2 separate regions of the Mus musculus genome follow, and region 1 is linked to region 2. A link is a contact called in public promoter capture Hi-C data. All regions are on one chromosome and are shown on one strand. The core of a region is the stretch at or near the end of the contact, and the rest is flanking DNA. Distances in the headings are between cores, read along the strand shown.

The links. Promoter capture Hi-C pulls out the DNA fragments that hold promoters and counts their contacts.
Region 1: a promoter capture Hi-C map of the 3T3-L1 cell line shows a contact between it and region 2, with 3 times the contacts expected there. The contact joins the promoter of Eif2b5 here to the enhancer-like site in region 2. A contact is called at or near these places in 3 of 39 promoter capture datasets (the 3T3-L1 cell line, liver and neutrophils), 2 of 484 Hi-C or Micro-C datasets (the Ba/F3 cell line and regulatory T cells) and 1 of 115 datasets of contacts at active chromatin or transcription factors (pancreatic cancer cells).

Annotation. Positions count from the first base shown.
Region 1 is chr16:20,496,999-20,503,201 of GRCm38.p6, forward strand. It overlaps Eif2b5 (eukaryotic translation initiation factor 2B, subunit 5 epsilon), which reads left to right and starts at 1,819. Exons shown (of 16, transcript NM_172265.2): 1 at 1,819-2,098; 2 at 3,187-3,311; 3 at 4,366-4,551; 4 at 4,632-4,809; 5 at 4,906-4,986; 6 at 5,245-5,322; 7 at 5,532-5,844. The coding sequence starts at 1,916.
Region 2 is chr16:21,336,777-21,342,592 of GRCm38.p6, forward strand. No RefSeq gene overlaps it. Among named protein-coding and RNA genes, the nearest start is that of Gm16863, 43 kb to the left of the region's middle. Within about 2 kb of position 2,790, at least 196 of the 459 cell types and tissues checked have an H3K27ac peak or open chromatin away from gene starts, as enhancers often do. A contact at or near this core is called in the Ba/F3 cell line and pancreatic cancer cells, where this site is marked.

The DNA of each region.
Region 1 (6,203 bases), core at 569-3,068, 840 kb before region 2:
TGATCAGTTGTCACGAGGCATTGCTACAGCTCTCACTTGAGATTCCCCCTGTCTCAATCGGTTTTGGAAGCATACGCTCTTAGGTGACCTGTCCGACTTCGATTTAATTGAAATTTTTTACTAAGCTTTTCCCTCTCTGTACTAACGTTTTCAGAAGCAAACGTTGTCCTCATAGCACCCTCATTAACTGGGCGAAGGAAGAAATGACAGGTTTCTGGGTTCCACAAGGAAGCTAACGAGTAGCGATACACTAGAAACATAGGCTCACCACTCCACCGGAGAACATCTGCGGGGAGGTGGGTGGAAGCAACAGAGGGAGTTGCCGAAACTTGCGGGCTGTGGGATTAGCAGAGGTTCTGTTGCTGATTGGGCAGATTACTTACTGGAATTTTTGGCTTGACAGAATTACGCCCAGCCTGCGTGCCATTGCTTCCTCCGCCTTAAGCTTGATTTATAAACTGCGGCCACGGCTTCTTTTACCAAAACCTGCTGCTCCACTTCAGTCTAGCCTGAAAAGCTTGCTACTACGCCCCAGTCCTACCCAGTTTACTCCTGCTCTTAGATCCAGCCTCATCTGGGATAACGCTTGTGGAACTGAAAGACCCACAACGTGAGGACTCCCCCACGTTCTGACTCAGGAGAGGCGACACCCCAAAATCACCAACGAGAAACGGTCTTGCTGCAAATTGCAAGAGGATTTTTATTCAAGAGCGCTCTCGGGCCCACGGTCATACACCACGCAGGGGTAGAGGACTGTGGCGCCCCGAGTAGCTGGATAAGGGGGTATTTAAAGGAAGGAACCACAACTCAAGGAGGTGGGAAGGGCGTTGTTGGAAAATACCAAAAATACCAGTTAAGAGTCACAAGGAAGTACAGAGTCACAGGTGTCACAAGGAATACCTGGTAATTGTTAACTCTCAAGACAGTTTCTAAGAGCCCCTAACGATAGCACATTTGCATTGCAGGTTCCAGCAATGGTCAGAGTGGGTCAGGGTGACTTTCTTTGAATTAACACTCTTTGAACCCAGGAAGCCGGTGGGTGGAGGAATGTCGCTATCTGTTTTATGATTAGCATACCTTGGAGCACTGAGTTTACTACTCTTTCAGAACCATGGGAGTCAGATGAGCTCCAGCAGCAGTTTTTCCACTCACTAGTTGGGCGTGCTCCCTTGGTTCCGATTTGAGGGTTTAAGAAATGCCTGTCGCTCTAGGTCGTATTTCTGGCAAGGGGGGAGGGAGCACCCATAATAGGTGTGTGTTCAGTAAAAATCTACAGCCTGCCTCCATGTCCAGTATTTGTGCAGATCGTGGTTTCCCTCCCAAAGATGCCAGATCCCCTTAGATTACTAGACTGCAAGTGGGGAGCTTCATTTTATATTTAGATTTATGTGGATGAGTGTTTTCCACAGGCATCCAGTGCCCGGTCGAAAGTGTGTCGGACACCCTGGAATTGCAATTGTGAATAGTTGCTTGCTACCACGTGAGCGCCAGGCGCAGAACGTGGATCCTCTGCAAGAGCAGTAAGTGCTCTTAACTGTTGAGTGATCTCTCCAATCCCTGAGAACTACAAATTTTATCCTACTCTGGGCAGAGGAGCTGTAGGCTCCTGCCCAGCGATCACAAGCCTATCCAGCTCGCTGCCTTCTTAGCTTGTCCAATCCAACAGCACTCACTGACTAAGTAGACAACGGTGGGATCTCACCCCTCTGGGGTGCATACACCTCCCAGTAGCACCTACTGCGGTCAGCCACGCCCTGGTCTTGCACGGGGTGGGTGGGGTCTGCTGGTACACACATGCGCATTCCTTCCTCTTTCTCTCCCTGCAACTACACCTTCGCGTTTTGACTGTGAGTCCTTTTTGTCCCCTACTGCGTGCCGTGTGACTTCCCGGCGGACGTGCTGGCTGCGAAGCAAGATGGCAGCCACTGCGGCGGTGCCTGGCGCTGCGGCCGGCCGAGCGAGCAAACGCGGCGGCGGCGGCTCGGGCGGCGGGGGAACCCAAGGTGCGGAGGAGGAGCCGCCGCCGCCCCTCCAGGCAGTTCTAGTGGCCGATAGCTTCAACCGCCGCTTCTTCCCCATCTCCAAGGACCAGCCTCGGGTGAGCACCCGGCTCGCGAGCAGTCTGCCGGCCTCGAGGGTAGCGGGGCCGCAGGTTGCCACTGCAGCTGGTTAGTGAAGCGTGCTCTGGAAGTTACCCTCAAGTTGAGCTTATCTGGTTAGGAAAAGGTGGAGAGACCGACTGAAACCTCGGAGGCTGTCCGATCAGATGAGTAACTAGCACACATGGATTCTCGCAGGGCTATACACCCAGCCTTGGGAAGGATGGAGAGGGCTGTGTGTAGAATCAATGCTTGAAAGAAGGCTTCCCCGGGGGATTTAGTAGCACAAGAGGGGCCTCCACTGTCTTTAACCTTGCAGGACATGGGCAATTTAAAGAAATTGCTTTAGATAAAGGCAATGGTAATATATTCCTAAAGGAAAAAAGGCTAGCTCTCAGCAGGCTGTTTTCCTCCCATCTGCTGAAAGGGGACCCCAGTGGGTTGCCATCAGTCTAGGAATTACCTAGACATAGGAAATAGGCATTGCGCTTGCAGACTACTGGGTCGCTCAGCAATCCATAGTTCATTCAAATAGGGATTTGCCTTTGACTTAAGAATTCCTAATAGCCGGGCGTGGTGGCGCACGCCTTTAATCCCAGCACTCGGGAGGCAGAGGCAGGCGGATTTCTGAGTTCGAGGCCAGCCTGGTCTACAAAGTGAGGTCCAGGACAGCCAGGACTATACAGAGAAACCCTGTCTCAAAAAACCACAAAAAAAAAAAAAAAAAAAAAAGAATTCCTAAGGCTAACGACTGTTCATTTTTGACAAGTGTTTGAATGATTTCTGTGACTCTTAGTGGCAATAGAACAATAGAAGGAAATTCTATGAAGAAGACCTTAGTGCTTAGAGTTCTAGAGCTATGACTTAGGGCCAACATTTGTCCTTAATGCCAGCACTGGGCTCCTAGAACATGTTTGTGTCTGATACCATGCCTACTAGGCTCAAATTCCAGAGCCTTAGACTGACCCTTAGAGCCTGTTTGCTTTAGAATAAAAGGATAAAGTCGATTATAGTGTCTGCAAACCAAAGTATACCAAAGTATAATCCTGACTTGAAGATCTCAGACTTTTTCTTTCCTGCCCTATAGGTCCTCTTGCCCCTGGCCAACGTTGCGCTAATTGACTATACTCTGGAGTTCCTGACTGCCACGGGTGTACAGGAAACATTTGTCTTTTGCTGCTGGAAAGCTGCTCAGATCAAAGAACACTTACAGTAAGGCTTCATAATTTTTCCTTTCCAGGATTCTCCGTCTTTTTTCAGTTCTTCCAGGATAGAGTTGATGTGAGGAGGAGAACACTGAATCTGTTCTGAGCTCCTGTGAGGTTTAGTGTTCTCGTCACGTGTCCCGAGGTAAACTGCTGCAGCTTCCTTTGCCTTGAGGTCCCAGGGACCAAAATTAAAGGCTTGCCTGTGATTTTGAGTCTTTCTTTCTTTTTTTAATATATATTTTTTATTACGTATTTTCCTCAATTACATTTCCAATGCTATCCCAAAAGTCCTCCATACCCTGCCCCCCACTTCCCTACCCACCCACTCCCACTTTTTGGCCCTGGCGTTCCCCTGTACTGGGGCATATAAAGTTTGCAAGTCCAATGGGCCTCTCTTTCCAGTGATAGCCAACTAGGCCATCTTTTGATAATTTCTGAGTCTTTCAAAGTTTGTTCCTGTGAGTTTTGCTTTTTGTTTGATGGCTCCAGAGTGTATGTTATTGGAAGGGCATCTTTATTTTTCCACCAAATTTCCAAATACTGTCTGTATTTGGAACAAGCTCCTCCCCTCTGTGTCCTCCGCCCACCTTAGTTTCAAGCCCACAGTAAGTTCTTAAGAGATGCTTGTTAAAATTTGGAAGAGTTAGTCTGGGAATTTATGAGTTTGGGAAATAAAGACTAATATATACCCAACATGTTTTCCATGTTACGGTGTTTAAAGTTGATAGAGACTCAGAACAAGAAAGATGACATGAAAAAAAAAATATATGTTCCCAGAATACTTTTATACCCTAGATCTCATAAGCTCTTGAATTCAAACTCATATTTGAAGACAGGAGTCAAGTTATAGAAAGGAAATGGCCATATTTCTCAAACACATAAAACTAATGACACTAGACGCTGAAACCATTCATTATGGTTCATAGGACTCTTTGAAACCAGGGACGCTGGCAGGAGCCCAGGAAAGCCACAGAGGAGTATAAACGCTGGATGGAGGTTGAAGGCCAGGTCTGTGACCATCTGTTTAATTTACTGTTCCTCTCATCACTTTCCTACAGGAAATCCAAGTGGTGCCATCCTACGTCCCCCAACGTTGTTCGGATAATCACATCAGAGCTATACCGATCACTAGGAGACGTCCTCCGTGACGTCGATGCCAAGGCCTTGGTGCGCTCTGACTTTCTCTTGATATATGGAGATGTCATCTCAAATATCAATATCTGCAGAGCCCTGGAGGAACACAGGTCAGGCTGGGGAAGACTGCAGGACAAGACTTAGGGACCAGCAGAGTCCTAAGACTAACTGTGCCTCTGGTTCTTAATAGGTTAAGAAGGAAGCTAGAAAAAAATGTCTCTGTGATGACAATGGTCTTCAAAGAGTCGTCACCCAGCCACCCTACACGCTGCCATGAGGACAACGTGGTGATGGCTGTGGACAGCGCCACCAACAGGGTTCTTCACTTCCAGAAGACCCAAGGCCTCCGGCGCTTTTCCTTTCCATTGGTAACTGGGTGTCTGGGGAAGGAACTCGGGTAGGAGAAGGCGGAGCTGCGAGGAGAGAGGTGAGCTCAAGCCTCTGCCTGCCACTTCTCCCTTCAGAGCCTGTTCCAGGGCAGTGGAGACGGAGTGGAGATTCGATATGATTTGTTGGACTGTCACATCAGCATCTGCTCTCCTCAGGTGAACTCTCCAGAACAGGGCTGTGTAGCCAGAGTAGAGCTCTCGGGGGTCTGTAATTGCTCCCTTTCAAGGCCAGGGTATGCATCTTTTCCCTCTTTTTCTGACTTGTTGTATAGTAGAGAGGTACCATTACCTGACTCCCAGTATGCTGGGAACCAAATCTAGGGTTTTGTCCCACAGCCATTTCTGGGTTTCATAGCTCTCTGGGCTTGTTACTTGTAAAGTACTTAACCTTAGCGTGCTCTGTTTTCCTCACAGGTAGCTCAGCTCTTCACAGACAATTTTGACTACCAAACTCGAGATGATTTTGTACGAGGCATATTAATGAATGAGGAGGTGAGAAGAGCTTCCGAAACCTCTAGTAGAAAGGGTTTATCTTACTCTGGTAGCCTTTGGTTCCCTTTTGTGTTTCATTAAGCCTGAGAACGAAAGCTCTGGTCGTTTGACTATGTCAGTGAGAGGCGCTGAAAAGGCTTAGAAAGGTGACATGCTTGGGGTTCGTCTTCCTGCCTCGCTTGATTGGGTAACCACCCCTTCTCATTTAGGTCCTAGGAAACCAGATTCACTTGCATGTGACAACTAGGGAATATGGTGCCCGGGTCTCCAACCTACACATGTACTCAGCTGTTTGTGCTGACGTCATCCGCCGATGGGTCTACCCTCTCACTCCAGAAGTAAACTTCACTGACAGCACCACCCAGAGCTACACTCATTCCCGACACAACATCTACCGAGGGCCTGAAGTCAGCCTGGGCCATGGCAGCGTCCTGGAGGAAAATGTGCTTTTGGGAGCTGGCACTGTCATCGGCAGCAACTGCTCCATCACCAACAGTGTCATCGGCCCTAACTGCCATATTGGTGAGCACAGGTGGGGAACCCAGCAGCGGTCCTATAGATACGGGGCTGCAGTGTGTCTCCAGAAGCTAGGGAGGATGCCGAGGGACAATCCTATGAACAGGAAACTAGAGTGGCTATCATAAGGAAGGAGCAGAGGCATGGAGAGGTGGTTCAGTGTGCATTGCTCTTGCAGAGGACTCAGATTCTGTTCCCAGGATTCATAGCTCATAACTCAAGTGCAGGAGGAGCCAGTGACCTCTTCTGACCTCCTCAGGCACCAAACATGTGCTTTGTGTGCATACATAATTTGGGCAAAACACTCACACACATAACGTTAAATTGACTAAATCTTGGGCCAAAGGAACAAGAAAAAGAAAGAG
Region 2 (5,816 bases), core at 1,540-4,039:
AGGCAATGATACAGACATCTCCTTTAGGGCTGAGAACTCATTTATTTCCAGATCTTTAACCAGTAATGCTACTCTCTATTGACTGCTGTCCACTGCCAAAAGAAGATTCTCTGACCATGGTTGAGAGCAGCCCAGGTCTGTGGATGTAAACATAAGTATTCAGCAGTCAATTTAACAGCAAGACAATTTAGCAAAATAATAATAGCAAGTTTTACTCCACAGCCTACTGTCCCTCTAGCCATGGGTTTCTGATCAGAACTACAGTAGCAGGTCAACTGCAGTACTGCAGAACAGGCCTCAAGTCTAATAAAAACAGTTAGTTAGGCTGGGCGTGGTGATGCATACCTTTAATCCCAGAGGCAAAGGCAGTTGGGTCTCCGAGTTTGAGGCCAGTCTGGTCTACATAGTGAGTTCTAGGACAGCCAATGCCACATAAAGAGACCCTGTCTCCAAGATTTAATTAATTAACTAACTAACTAAACAAACAAAGCATGGATCTGGTGCTGGCTGGAACCGTGGCTGCCGTTTCTCCCCAGCAGCCTGCACAGCATCTTCCAGCAGTGTTGCTTAGGAAGGGGAATCATTCCTGGTTGGTTTAGGATTGGTTTTCTGCCCTGCAGCTAAGTGCGTTGTGTCTTCAGCAATAGGATCTCACCATGGAGTTATGATAGCTAACCAAGATGAAGGCAGTAGCTTGAGACCTCTGGGGCCTGCCTGACATTCACTCCTAGGGAGTATTCCATGCCCATGTACTGCGATTTTTATTTAACAGCCCATGGATTCTGAGAGTGACATTGTCTGTCCATTCATGGTATTTACGTTTGAACACCTTTTTAAAAATGAAATGTGAAATTAACTTACTAATGGGTTTCCACAAAGTTTTTCCATCTACCCTTAGTTTTAGTTAGCGCCTGTCCTCGCCCTCCCCCCAAGCCCTGTCCCAGGCCAAATCTTAACCTCTAGTGTCCCCCCTCCCCGTCTCTTTTCATATTTCATGTGTTCTACCAGTCCCTCCAATTATCATTTTTAGTTGGCTGTGGCCCTTTCCTTTGGGTAACCCCCTCCTTACCCTTCGATTCCCTCCCTGCCTAAGCCTTCCTGCCCCCCACTGGTCCACTCGTCTACTTTTGTTTTATTTATAATCGCCCCTTTCCCCTAAAGCACCCCAGTGTCTCCTTCCAGTTTCCTGGCTTCCGCTTGTGTTCCAAGTTAAACTCCACAACAGATGACTCGAGACTGGGATCAGCCGATGGGAGAGAATGTGCAGTGTTTGGTTTGTCTTCCCGGGCCTTGGTGACCTCATTCAGTATAATTTTTTCCAGCTCCATCCACTTAACCAGAAAATTTCATGATTTCGCTTTTCAATACATAGTTTTTGAAAAAGAACAAAGTACTGGAAGCATACGGGTGACCCCGGCAGCCGTTACACCAACCGAGAGACACAAAAGGTACCAGCAGTAGGATCTCACCTGTCCAGGGTGACACCTGTGACAGGGTCCTGTGTATCTGACTGGAAAGGATTAGCAGAAACTTTGTGTAGATGTACATTCTCTGTTTCTCCAGTATAGGACTACAATAGTTACGACTTGCCAAACTATATATCCATGCACCTCATAGCATGTAAATTACACTCCAAAATTATACATCAAAAGTTCAAGGAGTAGGCCTTCAGGTGTGGGAGGCCAGGGGCGTGGCAGGTGCACAGACACGGTTTTATCCTTGCCAGTGTCTACTGAAGGAGACAGACTCGGCAATCTTTCCCAGTTCTTACCGTATCTACCATGTCCTGAAAGCCTTTCAGACAATCTTTATCTGAGCTATGGAAAGGGAGGAAAGGGGCTGGTGGCAAAGCAAGCCCTTTGGTGACTGTGGATACAAATCTTCTAGGTACCCTTTCTAGCCCTTGGTGCTTAGTGCAGTGCGGTGGGGGTGGGTAGGGATGGGTAGGGATAAGGAGTTACAGTGGAAGCCAAGAACCTCAGGGTGACGTCTCCTGGAATGTCTGTACTTTGTGGAGGTGTGGGAAAGGTGTCAGTCTGTACTGAGCCAGGTTCTTACCCACTGGTGGCTCTGTGACCTTGTGTAGGACCTTGTGTGGGCCTGTGTTTTCCTCATCACGGGGCTCAATGAATCCTGGTTGTCTATCCCATGGGGTTATTTCAAGGTCCTAAAGAGATGGTGAAGATTTTTTTTTAAGAGAAGGAATAGAAAAAAACTAGTAATGAGCATGCAACTGGCCTCTCATACAGACATTTCGGAGTGAGTTTACACATTCCTGGTTCAAAAAAATGTCTGGCCAAAAGAAATTAAACAAAGAAATGTCAAGTACAGACACTGCATTAGGGGCCAGTGAATACTTTGGTAGCGAGCCAGACTTATCTTGTTGGACACCTTCTAAACTCAGGCGCAGGAGTCTGGCAGCCCTTGCTTCACACAGATGGTAATAGCAGGCTGACCCACAACTGAGCAGGGCCTCACTGCAGAGGTGACTGTGTCTCTCTTGTTCCTTTCTTGACAGCCATGCAGCAGATCCAGCTCAAATGAAGGAGAGAAAGAGCTTTGTCTGTCCTCAGAGCCCAATGCAGACCGTAGCCCAGTGCTGTCAGAGCGGAATGGGCAAAGCATGAGGCTCTGGGCCTGTTTGCGTGGCTATGAAGAGGCAGGATGGCCAGGCGAATGATTTGATCTGACTTGGGTAATGAAAATTGTTTGTTGCTGTTTGAAGAGCAATTGTGTAAGCAACAGTACTTCTGTGTTTGGCTGCCTGTGACTCACCACTGACTGTAACATAACCCCAAACTCAGAGGAGGCACAGGCTGTGGGCGTGGAGGAGGGGAGAGGAGGGATGCAGGGCAGAGGCCCCTTCTCATTCACCCTTTCTTCCCTCCTCACTGTCCCAGTCCCTCTCCAAACCTCTAAGGAACGTTCACGAGAAGGCGTTTGCCACCTGGACACAATGAGGCCTCGTTGGAGGGACAAGCGAGAAGCTGGCTGGGAGCCAGAGGCCCGGTTTGAATGGCTGTTGCCAAGGGGCTGCCAACAGTCCATCTCAACCCCCAAGAGGCTGACCCAGGATGGGGTGGGGGCCACCCCTCCCCACCTTGGAGGCCACAACTCACACCATTTGTGGGCCAGGCCGTGATCAGAATGTGCGGGGACAAGGTGGCTTTGAGTGGCTGAGCAGAGCCTCTCCCCCTCTGCTGGCTCCGGCCTCACTTGGATTAGAGCCTGCTCAGGGAGTCCCTTTGTTGGCTGCTTGTTATTCCACATGCACTGAGCACTGCGCATTCATCTTTATTAGTTCTAATTGCTTCCCCATTCTAATGGGATCTTGATATTCCCATACAATTGAAAGGAAATGTATTCATTAAAATAATTCTTCTAACTGCCGCTTCCAGCTGCTCCTCTAAAGTGACATTGTCTCTCCACGCAGCCTGCTGAAGCCTCTTATTAAGACTCTAGTCAAAAGCCAACTTTGGGCAGCAAACTTTCCTTGCAGGGGTTTCCAGACACTGGAGAGAGGGTGCTTTTTAATCAGGCTCACACAGAAGTTGAGGCCAGCTGGTGTAATTGGGGGCGCTGGTCCTCGTGGATAGAAGGGCTTGCCTCCAGCTCTGCCTCCTGTAACAATGACCCTTTCTGCATAATGGCTCATTTGGAGAGGGCTTCTCCCTGCACCTTCCACCTCTCCCCGCCCACATCGCATACGTGAAGCTTTTGTTTATGCCACAAGCAGTTACCAGGTGTGTTCTAAGCATGAGGCTGAGTAAGGAGCTGGGGAGGCAGGGAGGCGGGGCTGCACTCCCAAGGTGTTTAAGGTCTTGGTGGGTGGCTCCCAGCTAGCTTCTGCAGAGCTTTGAGGCAAAGGCATGGCAGAGAATTTCTGGGTATTCAAAGAGAATACACAAGGATCTGGGTTCAGATCCCCAACACCCCCATGCAAAGAGTAGCACACACTCCAGTGCTGGCCAACCTGGAGCGCCCATCTCCAAAAATAAATAAATAAGTAAATGAATGAATAAATAAATAAGGTAGAGCGTGATAGAGGAAGACTCCTGAAGCTGACCTCTGGCCTCTACACACATGCAAAGGCAAGTGGACCTGCATAGGTGTATGCACACACGCTAAATTAATTTTTTTAAGTTCAAGTTTTACTTTATTTGTATGTTTGTGGGGAAGGGGGACTTCAGTACCCAAAAGGAGCCTTCAGATCACTTGGAGCCGGAGTTACAAACAGTGGTAAGTAGCCCCAGGTAGGCTTGTAGCTGCAAGTTTAACTAAGCCACACTGCTTTGGCTCCCAGAGGGTCACACACACACACACCCAGGAACAATCTGGATTCTGGAATGAAAGACACATGTCAGTTAATTTATGATATGCTGTGACTAGCTCAAAGACTGGTCACTCCTAAACCTCCCCCCTGCTACTCTAGGCCCAATAGCGGAAGTGGCCAGGCTTTCTCTCCTGCAGCTCCTACATCCCACCCTTCTCACCCCAGGCAAGGGGATCCATACTCTGTCTTCCTTTCTCCCAGTTCCTAGCCCTCACAATATAAAAGTTCTGCGCCTCTCTCTCCACCCAGCTGTTGGCTGTTGGCTCTTTATTGATCGATCAAAAACCAGTTGGAGACAAGGGCCTTCAGCATTTGGACACACAGATTCCTGACAAAGTCAAAGCATTAAAACCAATCCCCACCAGGTGCTAAAACTGAACTCTGGAAGAGCAGGAAGTGCTCTTAACCAATTAATTCTCCAGCCCCCTAAATTAATTAATTTTTTTAAAGGAATGAAATGTTAGTAAGGGGAACTATTATTTAAAGTATATTTTATGGCCTGACATGGTAGTGCACACTTGTAATCCCAGCACTCAGGAGGCAGAAGCAGGTGAGTTCCAGGCCAGCCTGGTCTATATAGCACATTCTAGGACAACCAGGGCTACATAACAGAGAGGCCATCTCAAAACAAACAAAAACAAATTCAAAACATTCAGATATATCTGTTTATTTCATAACAGCTAAATCAAGAGATCATAGGTAAAAATATAATAAAGTTCTGAGATGTGAGAAACCAATGATCTATTTGGAGAAAAATTTGGCAGTTATAGAAGAGTGGCCAAGTGAATACATGCAAAGCATGCGTGGTGTAGTGAATACAGGCAAAGATGCATCGTGTAGTAAACACATGCAAAGCATGCGTGGTGTAGTGAATACATGCAAAGCATGCATTGTGTAGTAAACACATGTAAAGCATGTGTGGTGTAGTGAATACATGCAAAGCATGCATCGTGTAGTAAACACATGCAAAGCATGCATCGTGTAGTGAACACATGCAAAGCATGCATCGTTTAGTGAACACATGCAAAGCATGCATCATGTAGTAAACACATGCAAAGCATGTGTAGTGCAGTGAATACATGCAAAGCATGCATTGTGTAGTGAACACATGCAAAGCATGTGTAGTGTAGTGAATACATGCAAAGCATGCATCGTGTAGTAAACACATGTAAAGCATGTGTGGTGTAGTGAATACATGCAAAGCATGCATCGTGTAGTAAACACATGTAAAGCATGTGTGGTGTAGTGAATACATGCAAAGCATGCATCGTGTAGTAAACACATGCAAAGCATGCATCGTGTAGTGAACACATGCAAAGCATGCATCATGTAGTAAACACATGCAAAGCATGCGTGGTGTAGTGAATACATGCAAAGCATGCGTGGTGTAGTAAACACATGCAAAGCATGCGTGGTGTAGTGAATACATGCAAAGCATGCATGATGAAGTGAATACCTGTAAAGCATGCATGGTGTACATAAT